Linked DNA regions of Columba livia: region 2 is linked to region 1. The links are chromatin contacts, called in public Hi-C maps. All regions are on one chromosome and are shown on one strand. The core of a region is the stretch at or near the end of the contact, and the rest is flanking DNA. Distances in the headings are between cores, read along the strand shown.

Region 1 (6,408 bases), core at 1,853-4,352:
TGGGTTTTTTTCCTGTACATATACCACGTGGTTTGGTACAAATCAGCATGACTGGCAGCAGGTTTGGGACTAGGAGGGAGCAAAATCTTAATTCCTACAGGAAAGTTGTAGACAGTGACATGCGAGGGATGCTCCCTTGGCAGCTGCCCATAACCTGCATGTTCCTGAGCCTGCAGCCTCTCACACCAGCTCCGAGCACTGCACTTTGTGAGACACTGCTTCATTTGGGAGGAAAGGAAGGGGCAGACAGGAGCAGCTGGTGAATAAAAATGTTAGAGGAACAAAACTGTCAGGAAAGATATTTTAAATGGCTTGTACCTGTAGATCACAGGGGAAGTCTGAAATGCACAATTAGGCATTGAAGTGGCCATGATACAGCCTGTAACCCCTGACTGTTACAGAAACCCCACGCAGGCAGGCACCGCTCGGTGCAGCATCCTTTGATGCCCAGGTTCAGGACAAGAGCGTGAGTCATTGCACGGCGAGAGGCCAGACAGACCAGAGCCGGTCCAGAAACGGGGTCAACAACAAGTACCCCCTGCAGACAGTGGTGACAGCCAGCTCATCCTCCCCGACGTGGGTGGCCCTGGCCCCACAGGGTTGTGACCCAGGGCATGGGGACCCATGTGGGACGATGGCTGATCCATACCAGCCCACATGGCCCCACGGAGATGCTGGCAATGCCCACGCAGGGCTGTTGCAGGGAGTTGATGCGACCCAGCCCTGCCAAAAGCACAGGGAGGGGATGTGGGGGGCTGGGGTTCCCACTCGGGGGTGCTGTGTGGGGACAACCCTGGGTGGCAGTGTCCCTGCGTGGTGCTGCGTGTCCCCCGTGTCCCTGCGACGTGCGAGCCACGAGAGGGCACTGAAACATAACCGAAGTGCTGGACCACGCTCGGGCTCCTGCACCAAAGGGGTCTTGTCTGATGCCGCTGCCTTCCCCGTAATTATATCTTTAGATAAAATTCCAGAACAAAGGACTGACACAAGGATATATTCATTGCTGTGTGTTTCAACTGTCCATTATGAGGTCTGAAACAAAACCAGGGTTCATAAATACCCTACAATGAAATGCATCATGCATCGGGAGCTCACACCCTGAAATACGGATTTCTGTTGTAGTTGTTTGTCAGGCTAAAACAATAATTGTATTGAAATGCATTTCTAATTAAACTGTTCGCTGTGCTCTGGGAATCTGCACTAGCATTTATGTAGTGTCCATCATTGCTGGATCAGTGTGTTTTATCTGCGCAATCAGCTAAGCTTAGTATATTTTAATTGAAATTCTTTCAGTCTTTCAGCTATTACTTCCCCCTTCAGATTATCATTCATAATATAGCTGCATTTCATGCTTATCCTATACTGAGTGATTACAAGAATTATTCTGCCATTATTTTTAGTTCTTCCTTCCCCCCTCACTTTCACAATCTCTTTTACTATAAACTCTTACTGTTATGAGGGAATTTGGTGCAAATCATTTCACACTTCTTTTTTTTAAATCTACAAACCAGATGTAAGATGACCCAGCATTAAAAACATGCAGCACTGAAAGGCTGCCATTCTTCAGAACTGAAAATATGCCACTAAGATAATATGAAATATTTTCAAATGCAACTGGAATATGTAAAATATAAGCACTGAAATAATTTTAATAAAACATTCTTAAAATTTCCAGGAGACAACCTCATCAAAAAAGGAATGTAAGAAGAACCTGTTACTGTCTTTTTTACACAACATATTTTTTTTTACTTCATGCAAATTAAGTTTTTTAAAATTTTTGTTGTAATATTTTTAGCTTATCTTGCTAGAAAAAAACAGGAAAAAGAAAACAGGAAATTCACCAATTTTTTGCAATAATGGAAAAGGCTAAAATCAAAATTATTTGAAGAAGAGAGGTTTTGATTCATGTTTATCCAATAATTCCAATATATTAACTTAGTTCAAAAATAAGTTCTGCAGATAGTTAAATAAATTAATACTCTCTTAGTAGTACATTTTTATTGAAGCCCCTGGAAATGTATTTCATTGTCTCTCATCTCACTGGTACAGCACTATTTACAGTTTAAGTGTAGCAGCGTTAGTGGTAAAACAGCCTGATCCCGAACAGCCGGCATTCCTAACCACTGTCAGAAACAAAAGAGGCAGGATGCAGAAGGAAGCTCGGAGGAAGGAACAGCATCAGAGTTTGTTTTTACTTCAGTGGGAAGCGTCACATAAGTAAGAACCATTTCTGTGAATAAGGTTTCACAGGACCACAGTCCACATCCGATGCTGGCAAGTGAGAGGACTTAACCTAATATGCTATTTCCACATCTAACTACCGTAAGCCTAAGTAACATCCACCATGTGTAGCCTGGACAAGGCATATATTTCAGCTTCGGAGGGCTAAATGCTTCCCAATTGTAACAGCATCATTCTGATATCCCACATGGACCCGCAGCTTCCGATAGCATCTGTGAGGGCCCTGGGAGCAAAGCTGTTCTGAATAACCCACGGACACACACTCAGCAGGGTTGCAGAGGATTTTGCCGTTTGCTCATCAAACCTTTAGACCTCATGAGTTTTTATACATCTGAGTCCAGATCACTTATGTGAATGTGTGTCTGCCAGCACAGCAGTGGAAAAAAAACCCTTCTATAGGAATCTGTATTGCCTGGTCATGTTTCTCTCAGAAAAAAATAGGTTTTGTCCCAGCTTGTGCTGTATTTCAGAAAGCACACACTAAGGCAAAAACCCATCAGAGACACCTCTTTGCGGTTTCAGTGTGAGCTGTGGAATTTTTTTTGTTCTTCCAAACAGCTGATTTGCATCCATAGCATATTACTAAATATAGAAGAAATATACAAACACACAGGGAAAGTTCTGCATATATTGGAGCAGTACATATTCTATATGATTGTCTTATATATCTGTAGATGTATGCATGCACAGAAATTCTGCCTACTGCAGAGTGGGAACAAAACACTGAAAATGCACCCTTAGTTTGATCTGGTAAATTCCTGGTTACATTGATTAAGGAGAGTAGACATTTGTCTGGCTCCCAGGCAGATGACCAGTCTGTAGTATACTCTGTATTTTCCAGCTTGAAATCTCCCATGGCCCATAAAAAGCTTTGTGAGATAGCACAGTTAACTACAAGAAATACTTGCAATGCAGGTAGAGCTGATGTCTTGAATGATTTCTCCCCCCTCTTACTACCAGCAAAGCAAACCTGACATCAGCACACCCATCCACACACACTTCTGTTTTGCACCCCTGGGAAACACATCGAGTGATATTCTGCCTGCCGGGAGCAAACAGCAGCCCAGCAGCACTCGAGACTCAGTCTCCTTCAGGGAAGGGGGGAAGAAAAGGGAAAAAAAACCTAAAAATTCAAATTCTTTGGGAAGATTCAACTTTCTCCCCCACTTTCTCTTTTCTCTCCTCTTTTAAATGTCAGACTCCTACACAGTTCCTTTGAAAGTTCGAACAGTTAGTTAGCTCAGTCTGGAAGCAAAACAAACCACAACACATTTCACCTTTTGCAGAACTTTGCAAGAGACAGCATGCATTTCAGAGTGGTGACTATTCAGCGTTCAGCTCTCTGGGGCTGGGGTGTAGACCTAAAATTCAAAACATTTTTCGTACATCTGTGTTGAATCAGGGCTTATTTTTGATTAAGGTGGCTGAATTCTGAATATTAAATTCTTTTTTAAATTGATCACTGTTGTATTTAGGGACATCAGATGGAAGTGGATGGTTCTGCTGTAGCATTGCTCACTCTGCTTAGGATCCAAGTTAATTGGGTTGGAAGGTTTCTGATTTTTCCTTCAGCTGTGTTTTGCTTGAGGTGCAGCCTGTGACCACACAGCCCAGACTCCGACCTACTCCTGGCATTTTCTTTCTCTGAGTGCACTGCGAGATGCTCAGGCTGCACTTTCCCTTGTCTTGGTGCTCAATGAGAGGTTCATCTCCACCTCTCCCTGCTCAGGGAAGGCTGGGTGCTGGAGCATCCAAGGCTGATGGTACATGGAGCACAGCTGAGATAAGGCTTCCCAGGTAGTGAAGTACTATGGAAGAACCCTGAGCTTTGGAGCTGAGTTGTTTCTGCCTCCAGCTTACCATGAGACCCCAATCAGAGCCGCAATCTCACCATGTAAGCACTGGGAAGAGTGAGGGATGCAGTGCTATCACCCCATCACTCATTGTCAGAGGTCTGTAAGCAGCCAAACCCACCCAAACACAATATAAAGAAAAGGAGACAGAGGATAAAAACAGGTCTGAGTTCTAAGTGAAGATCTAGGTTTATGCTGTACTCAGGAATCAGAAAGATAATGTCTGGGCAGCAGGTCGGGGAGCAGGCTTACGTGGTCCACACTGGCAAAGGAGAGGGCAGCAGCACTGTGTGCCCAGTGCAGCTAGTGGAGTGCACAGGGCAGAAGAAGGTTCTGCCTCCCAAATCAAGTGAAAGCCCTCCACTTGGGAGTAACTGAAGAGGGATTGACATTGACAGTGGTTTGGATTTTCCAAGACCTGTTGTTGAACAACTGCTGCTATGGCAGCTGCCTACTGAAACCAGGATGGGGGGGACAAAAATGCCTCTGCCCTTCTGTCCCAGCTTCACAGTCAAAGTCAGTTTGTGCCTAGAGTTTACGGTACAAATTTAGGTGCAATGAACAGCAGGAGGTTGCTGTGCCAATGTTAATTGTGCTCCTATCAAGTTTCTACAGCTAAGCTTATGGTGAGGAAGGTAAGGTCATAGGTAAAGGCTGGCAGCAGGCAGGCAGCATGCTGGGGAGCAAAGCTACTTTCTGACAGAACCACTTGGGTTGCCTGGCATGGTGGGAAGGTGGGAAGTGAGTGACAGTGATGCACATCACATCTGTACAACATCAGTAGTCACAATATACTACAAGTCACCTCTGGCAGCACTGCTTGCCTGGAGATGGTGGCTGAATCCACCTCCCCAGTATTTTCAGACTGTTCCATGTCTGGTGTTCATATGTGCTGAGATAAGAATTACTTTTTTTTTTTTTTTTAAGGAATACATCATAAGCCTAAACAACCTAGAAAATATAGTGATTTATCTATCTGCAGTCACTGGATTTGCCCACCCCATGTCAAACTTTGTTACTCCTCATCATCATCCATCATGCAAATGGAATGGCCAAGGACACCCTCTTCTTAGGCCTCAAGCCTAATTCTGTGGCAGTGTAATGTTTCACCTTAACTCTTTGCTCTCCAGATAGAATCCCCTCACCTCTGAATTAAAGAGATGACAGAACACTAAAAAAAAGGGTCCTTCTATAACAACTGTGCCTTCAGAATAAGTGGTTTCTTCTTTGCAATATTAGTAAGACAGAAGCACTCTCGCCACCAAGCTCAACCCTGTGTACAGTTTGTGTGTAACCTTTTAAACAGCTTTTGCTGTAAAACACAAGTCTCTGTTTGCTGTAACAGCAGCATTTCATTCCTCATAGTAGAATAAAGGAGTTTGCTGAAAGAGAAAGGGCATTGCAAGTTCCCGCTTTGTGCTCTGAATTCTTTTCCAGCATCTTCCTTTTAATAGATCGCAAAAGGGGGGAGAGAAGAAAAAAAACACATTAAAAAAAGAAGTGTTTTAGAGTGTATTCCCAAGAAATATCACACACTGAATTGAAACACCTTATCTACAAGGAGGTCCTGGTGGCAAGTGCAGAAGCAACACAAGAAAAAAAATCAATACAGCCTGCAGAGATTAAAAACATACTGGAAAAACATAAGAAAAATGCAACAATTAATGCCAGTTGTACATATAATATGTGAAAACAAAGCAGAGAGGCATTAGTGTCTACACACAGATCTATTGGATAGGTAACGCTTTTATCTCAACTTGAAAATGGAAGCTTTATTAGACTGCTTCCCATCAGGAGGCATCATACCAAGAAGAGTGTAAAGCTCTAACTAGCTAAAAGCCTCTTTCCCCCACACTTTCCAGCCCAATCACTTTGCATACGGGTGAAGTTCACAAATGGCTCAACCTCAGACTGGTGTCAAACACTGGTTCAGATTTACCAGCTTGGCTGAAATGACACACTCCTGCTCCCATGGAAGACAAACCAGCCAACCAAGATGCCTTGTAGAAGCATTTGGTCTGTGATTTTAAAAGCCCCTCCACAAAGTTACACCTAGAGATTGCCTTATCATCACATTGTGTTAGGCCGTATCGTCTAATACCATACACCTGACTTGAAGAAAGTATCTTACATAGGTTTTAGCTGTTGAGGGTTTTGTAATAAAGATGCTCACACAAAAGAATAAGTAAATATTTAAGGTGTGGCTCAGTGGAATGCTGTCTCAAATTTTTCTCCAGCAGCTTTGCATCTGTACAATAGCTATCTGTACAGATAGCTTTGCAATACTGGAAGAATGGAACTCTAACCTTCCTTC
Region 2 (6,408 bases), core at 2,067-4,566, 46 kb after region 1:
TTCCCACCTGCAAATGAAGAAGACAAGGCCTTGGGATGTTCAGCCATGCTTTCAAGTGACAAACAAGACATTTTATTAAACAGAAATGTCTGGGTTTTACATAGATTTTCATTTTTGAAACAAACCCCCCCAATGATCTCAAAAAAAGTAACCAGCAAGGCTTGAAGATTTTGGGGGTTTTACTCTTCCTTCCCTCTTTGCATCCGCTTTCTCCACTTTTCCTAATGACAATATGAGAAAGAGGTGGGAAGAAGGAGAGAATAAAAACTGCTTAAAGGAAGGAAGAGAAGTTTACTTAACTAAAAACAAACAAAAAAAAGTGCAAAAGCTATTTTAAATTTTTCCTTGAAAAATTCCCATACTTTCTAATCAGTTCTGTTAGGTACATGTCCTCAACCCACACCTTATAGAATTACAGTTAAGTTGGCTGCATTACAGATGATTTAATGGTTATTTTATACTGCATGTGGAGAACTTGTAGGCTCTAGAATGCAGCATAACGTGACTGAGTCTATAACCATGTGGGATTTGTAGGGCTGCTGCCCTTACCACATTCAAGAAGGATGTGCAATCCCCGACTAACTCTGCTTTCAGAAGTGGGGAATTGAGGTACAGAAATATTATAGAAAACTGGGAAACAAACTCAAACCTCTCAAAATCTTGTCCAACATCATGAGCACTGAGCTACTGCTAGTCAGGGGTTTCTCCAGCAAGCAGTGTGAACTGTCAGCAGATCTGCGCCATCCCAGGGGCTATTCTGCTTGGCTTTTTCTGTCCTGGTGCTCCCTCCACAGTCTCATGCTGGTTTTATTGCAGGGAATTGGATCCTCTATTTGTAAATGGGCAGATTGTATGGTTTCATGAACATTTTCTTACGCTGGTTGGCTGTTCTCCTGGACTAAAACTGACAACAGTGGATAACAGAAACATCTTAACTTCCCCAAAAGTGGATTTATGATGGTACCAAAGCCAAGAGTTCAGCCCAGATGAAGGCGCCACGTAGCCCTCCAGGAATGTGGTGAGCTCTGCTAGGTAAAATACCTGTGGCTTAGTTCGTCCATCCATTTTTCAGGCTTAATCTTAAGTTACAACAAGCTGCTCCCCTTGGGTTATTCCACTTACACCATTTTCTTTCTCCTGGGAAGAGTGCAAGAAAAAATACCTGATGAATAACACTGGAAATTAAATGCCTGTCACTCATCTTTTTGCAATAGTGTTCTGACGTCATGTCTTCCACTCTGGACAAGATCTGACAACGGCGAGAAAATAGTAGGCAAAATATTTTCATATGCTGGCACTTTCTAGGGATGACAGTTGCTTATCAAGTATGTAAGCAAATAGCTCACAAAAGGAGGTTTGCACAGAAAGGCGAGTGAGAACCTTCTGCTTAAAGCCCAGCATCAGGAATTTGTATTATCAGATCAGTACTTTTAAACTGATGAACTGCAGACTTTTAGGAGAACATGGACCACTCCTAAGAGGTTGGTTTTTGTAATAAAATTTTTTTTTTTCCCTGCCTGCAGAAATCACCTCACTTCAGTAAGCAATGCTTGTGCTACCAGCATCTCACCAGGTTTGCTGAAATGACGTGGACCAAATTCCAACCAAACCGAACAAATCACACTAAAGATTCCCTTATTTTGGGAAGTTTAAAGGCACAAACTGCAATAATCCAGTTTGTAGTCCAGTGCCGGGCTGCTTCAGTGGCATAGCTGAGGAAACGTGAGTGGGAAGAAGAGAAATGGTGCCACAAAAAGAAACAGAGTAGTTGTGGTGGGATAGCTGGAAACACTCTCTGTTGGTCAGGATTCTGTTTGAGACCTAAAAAGCCTAAGCCAGTCACTGGCTTCACTTTGGGCACCCCTGACTTGGGGAGCACTTGGGAAATGCAGGTACAATGCTGAATCATGGGATGATTTTAGAATGACCTCTGAAAGCCCCCGAACCAATGACAAGATCTGGCATTGCCGTGGGTGGTCAGAAGGATGTTGTACCAGGCAGGAGGGGAAAATACAGGGGCTGAGTGAGGCACGAACCTTTCTCGCTCCTCACCCCACTCCCGGGTACTGTGGGCCCACATTAGGCAAAAGCCTCAGTTCTTTGACACCTCTCCGCTTCACTGGGGGTTGAAGGCCATGTACAATTCCAGATCAAGAGTAATAGGGGGCAGCACAGCCTTTGAAGACCCTTCTATAATACTTGGCCTCTCTCCAAGGTTTTATTACTATTTATTACCTCATTATGTTATTACAGGTATTTAATGGTATTATTTTTGCACTATAGCTGTATGTCAGACCTCTGTCATGAACCAGGACCCTACAGTATTAGATGCTGTACAGCTCCACAGGAAAAGAAAGCAGCACTTGTCCCCAAAGCTCACAGCCTAACTATAGTACAGCGTCGTGGCCTTTTCCCTTCATTCAGAGCCCTGTTTTTATCCTCCTGGATCCAGCTTGTAAATTCATGTGCAAGGACTGGGTTTTTCTTGTAAGAACTCATGTACCACCAGTGCAGATGGGGAATGACTTCTTCGGTATTACCAGTGTGCTGACTGCAATGCCCAGTGGAGCACAGCCACATCCACACGCAGCAGAGCAGGACCTCTGAAATCAATAGGTATTTTTCACTGGCTTGGGTCAGGCTCGGGATAAGATGGTTCAGGGAAATTTCAGATGCCTGGTGCTGGGGGAGACAGCAGAGAGTTAAGGATGCTGCTGCTTCCCGAAGGCTGTGAGTAAATGGATTCCTTTCCAGCTGGAGGCTCTTATAAATGTCCTTCAGTCCAAAGAACCAGATATGTTTAAATTACAGCAATGTATGTGTCACAGCATGTAAGAACCTAATCGGATCATATGGAAATAACTATTCTTGGAACACCCAGGTCTCCTGACATCACTTCCTTCAGAAATAGATCCGATTACTTCCACTGAGAGACCAAAAAATGGGCGGGGGGGTGGAGAGGAAAAGAAAAGCCCTTTCAGTGGAAGGTCAGAAAACTCTGCAGGTGGAGAGCCCTATCTTCTTTTTTTTAATTATTTTTCAGACTTGTTTCAATTCTTCAGCATAGAGGAAGGAAGGATGGTCTGGTGGATAAAGGCAGAGATGCTGTTGAGAGTTCAGAGAGTTGGCCCCCATTCCAGCTCTGCTGCAGACATCCTGTGCAACCCTGAACAAGTCATCACCTTCCCATGCCCTTCCTCCTCCTCTCTAAAACAGGGGTAAAACCGTGTTTGCTTGCCATTCTGTGAAGGACACACGGTTTAAGGGCTTCTGTCTCCCAAAGTTTGGAAAGGTCTTGCAGAGAGGGGAGTGAAAAGCAGGAGTATCCACAGCCCTGTGAGGGGAGCAGAGCTGTCCCACCCAGCTGAGGAGCTGAGCTCTTTCTTTCAGCCCAGCACCCCGAGGCTCAGCCTGTGCTGTGGGTGCTTGCAAGCAGAGGAGACTTTGGTTTTGGTAGTTGTGTTTAGCAAGATAAAAGATGGATTAAGACAAAATACATACAGCAAAAACTGTACGCCTGAGCAGCATCGGGGCACAAAACTTTCTGAACAAGACAGGATCCTGTGTACCTCTCCACAAAGTAAATACTACCACATGTGCATTAAAAGGCTCCTATTATTTACAGAGTGCTGACATGAAACCCCCTGAAAGAGTTAGTATTTTGTTAGGTAAACGTTTTTCCCTCTGAGCGTTTTCCTCTTCTCCCTCTCCCCTCCCCCCTGTCCAATAGCTTACAGATGTTAGAACAATAAATTGAATGAATAGTTTCCCACACTGGAATGCCTGCATGCTGAAGAATGCAGAAATGATTTCTGGCCAGTTTCTGACACTGATCTACAACTACACTGCGTATATTCTGTTGCTCTTGTATCAAGCCTTGAGCTGCTCCCTGCCAAGAATTAAGTGCTTGTTCCATAAACCTGGTGTAGATTATCACTTAGCTGTATAGATGTATCTAATAGAATTAAATAGTTTGGCTCCTGACCAGTAACAGATGTGCTACATATAATGTAATAATAATGAGACTGAAAGCACCATGTTATGCCAAGGGAACATTGTGAGATAGCTCACATTTCTTCTGTTGCCCAGTCAAAGCTCTGTGAAAAGTAAATCGAAAGTCCCATGTTTATATGAACAAAACAAGCTTTGGCTTTCCTTCTTTTTTCATTTTAATCTTACAATGGGTTTGCTATCCAGCCTGTGCACAAAGGCGAGCGTGGGGTCAGCTTTCTTTTCTATGGAGTGATGGATTTGCTTTACCATAGTTTTATTTTTCACTGAAGTTCTCCTGTAACTTAAATGGTTCTAATGGAATAATGTTGAACCAAGTCATAACTATCTGCTTGGGACATCTGAGCCCATGTAACTTGACCCACTGGGGGCAGAATGGGTTGGGTAGGAGGAAAAAGAGCTCAGTTGTACACATTAGTTGATCTTTTATTTCCAAAAATAAAACTAAAAAGAAATCAATGTCAGGACATAATGCTGCGATGAACTATGTATTTCCTAAAAGGCACCCAAGTCCTCTTGATTTCTGTTGCAATGGAGGTCCTCAGTCCTCCAGCAAGGAGGCTCTTTCTATCTTCTGCAGGGCAGGGAAGAACCCCCCTGAGCACAGGCTGGGTCTTGCCAGCAGCTACAGCAGGGACAGGGACACAGGCACCTTCCCGCATCACTGCTGCCTTGCTTCGGGTCATGGCAGAGGCTCAAAGCCGAGGGGCAGCACTGGTGGTGGGGACTTGACCTGCCCATCAGCTGAACTGAACCTGCGTTATCCACCACAGCTTTTGATCAGCCCCACAGCCACCCAGCATCAGGGCTGGGGGACAAACCGCTTTGCCTGAAATCAGGACAGCTGGTGGGTGCAGGATATGTCTGAGAAGTGCAGAAAAGGCATCCAAACAGGCTATTATTGGATGCTGGTGATCTGGCTGCGTTGTTTCTGTTCTTCAAGTGTGGGCACAGTTAATGAGAAAGTTGTGAAGGGAAGCGAATTCCCCGAGTACCTGACTGTCTCAGCCTTTCTTGACCCGTGTCGGTCTGGGTACAGACGGAGTACAGCACAGAGACTGCACTGCACGGGCAGTCCAGGTTACAGATGAATATCAGGGCTCCAAGATGTTATTGTTAGATCTATCAGCTGTCTTTGATGCCCTGAGGTATTGTTGAGTTGCTTTTGATCCTCGGCAAGAATAGATGGGACTGTGTTCTGCTCACTTTTCCCTTGGCTTTCAGAGAGATCTCAGAAGGTAATTTTGGATAACTGCCCTAATTTATTGACCTTCAGGGAATGCTACCTGATGTTTCATCAGCGATGTACAAAAATCAGGGGGGTTGATTAATGAATTGATACATTTTTTGTAATTAATTTGGACAGACAGAGCTATTATTAGCATTGGACAAGTACCTCTGAATGTATTCTGCGACCGTCCATTCAAATATAACATGGAAAGGCCAGACTGTCATAGTGATATTGAGACAAAACCAGTCTCTCTAGCTCCAGTGGGAAGACCACATAGAAGTGTTAAGAGGGCTGGTGCAGTAACAGAGTTAGTCCTTGTGGAGAAGTTGAGTTGGTGCTCGCTTGGAGCTTGGATTCGAGACCTGAAGATAATCCACTCTGAAGGACAGATGTAACTCTTTCTCTCTGCTTTCCCCTTTTGAAGGGAAATGCTCTAGAAATAGAAACATGAATATGACCATTATTTTAAAAAACGACTATGGAAAATTCATGCAAAACTGGATCCCCAGAGTTATGACTGACAGCAACGCTGGGGCCAGGGCAATGCGACCCCGCCATGTGCCTGATTAAAGTGAATCAGCCCTCCTTGAATTTCCAGGATCAAGTGGCTGTAACACGTTGTACAGACCAAGAACTGATATCCTGTCATGAGAAATTTTGGACCAAGCAACAGACTCAAACTCTGCTTATAGGTAGTTCTGAGGCACAAGAAGCAGCTAAATTTGGCAAATAAATTATTCACCCCACTCTATTCAAAGCAAAAGAAAGGGCTAGAAAATAGCCATCTGGGAAGCCAGGAAAAGCTCAAGACAATTATCCTCCTTACTGTACATCATCCATGCAGTAACACTCAGGGACAATGTGACAATTGATTAAAACTAATTGGAGGTTAAATTAAATGATAATTAGCATTAATCAATAGCGGTGTTGGCATGCCAGCATATCCCTCCTTTAGGCAATTTACCTCCAATCCCCAACGCACCAATAAGGCTGGTGATCTGCGAGCCCAGCATGCGCTCCTGCCATCAGTAAAGAAGCAAGTCCCAGCAGCATTGACCTGGAGGGTTGGAGGAAAGAGAGCATTTCAATGAGAGACAGACTCGCCATCAGGAGAGATGGCTGCTACACTACTCCTGCAGCTAATTGCAGCCAACATCAAAGACTAG

What was found. A called contact is a pair of places that touch in the nucleus more often than the background predicts.
Region 2: a Hi-C map of liver shows a contact between it and region 1, with 2.4 times the contacts expected there. The contact joins two enhancer-like sites.

The regions. Positions count from the first base shown.
Region 1 is chr6:9,548,034-9,554,441 of bColLiv1.pat.W.v2, forward strand. No RefSeq gene overlaps it. Among named protein-coding and RNA genes, the nearest start is that of HABP2, 23 kb to the left of the region's middle. Within about 2 kb of position 3,103, at least 2 of the 3 cell types and tissues checked have an H3K27ac peak away from gene starts, as active enhancers do.
Region 2 is chr6:9,593,850-9,600,257 of bColLiv1.pat.W.v2, forward strand. No RefSeq gene overlaps it. Among named protein-coding and RNA genes, the nearest start is that of HABP2, 69 kb to the left of the region's middle. Within about 2 kb of position 3,317, at least 2 of the 3 cell types and tissues checked have an H3K27ac peak away from gene starts, as active enhancers do.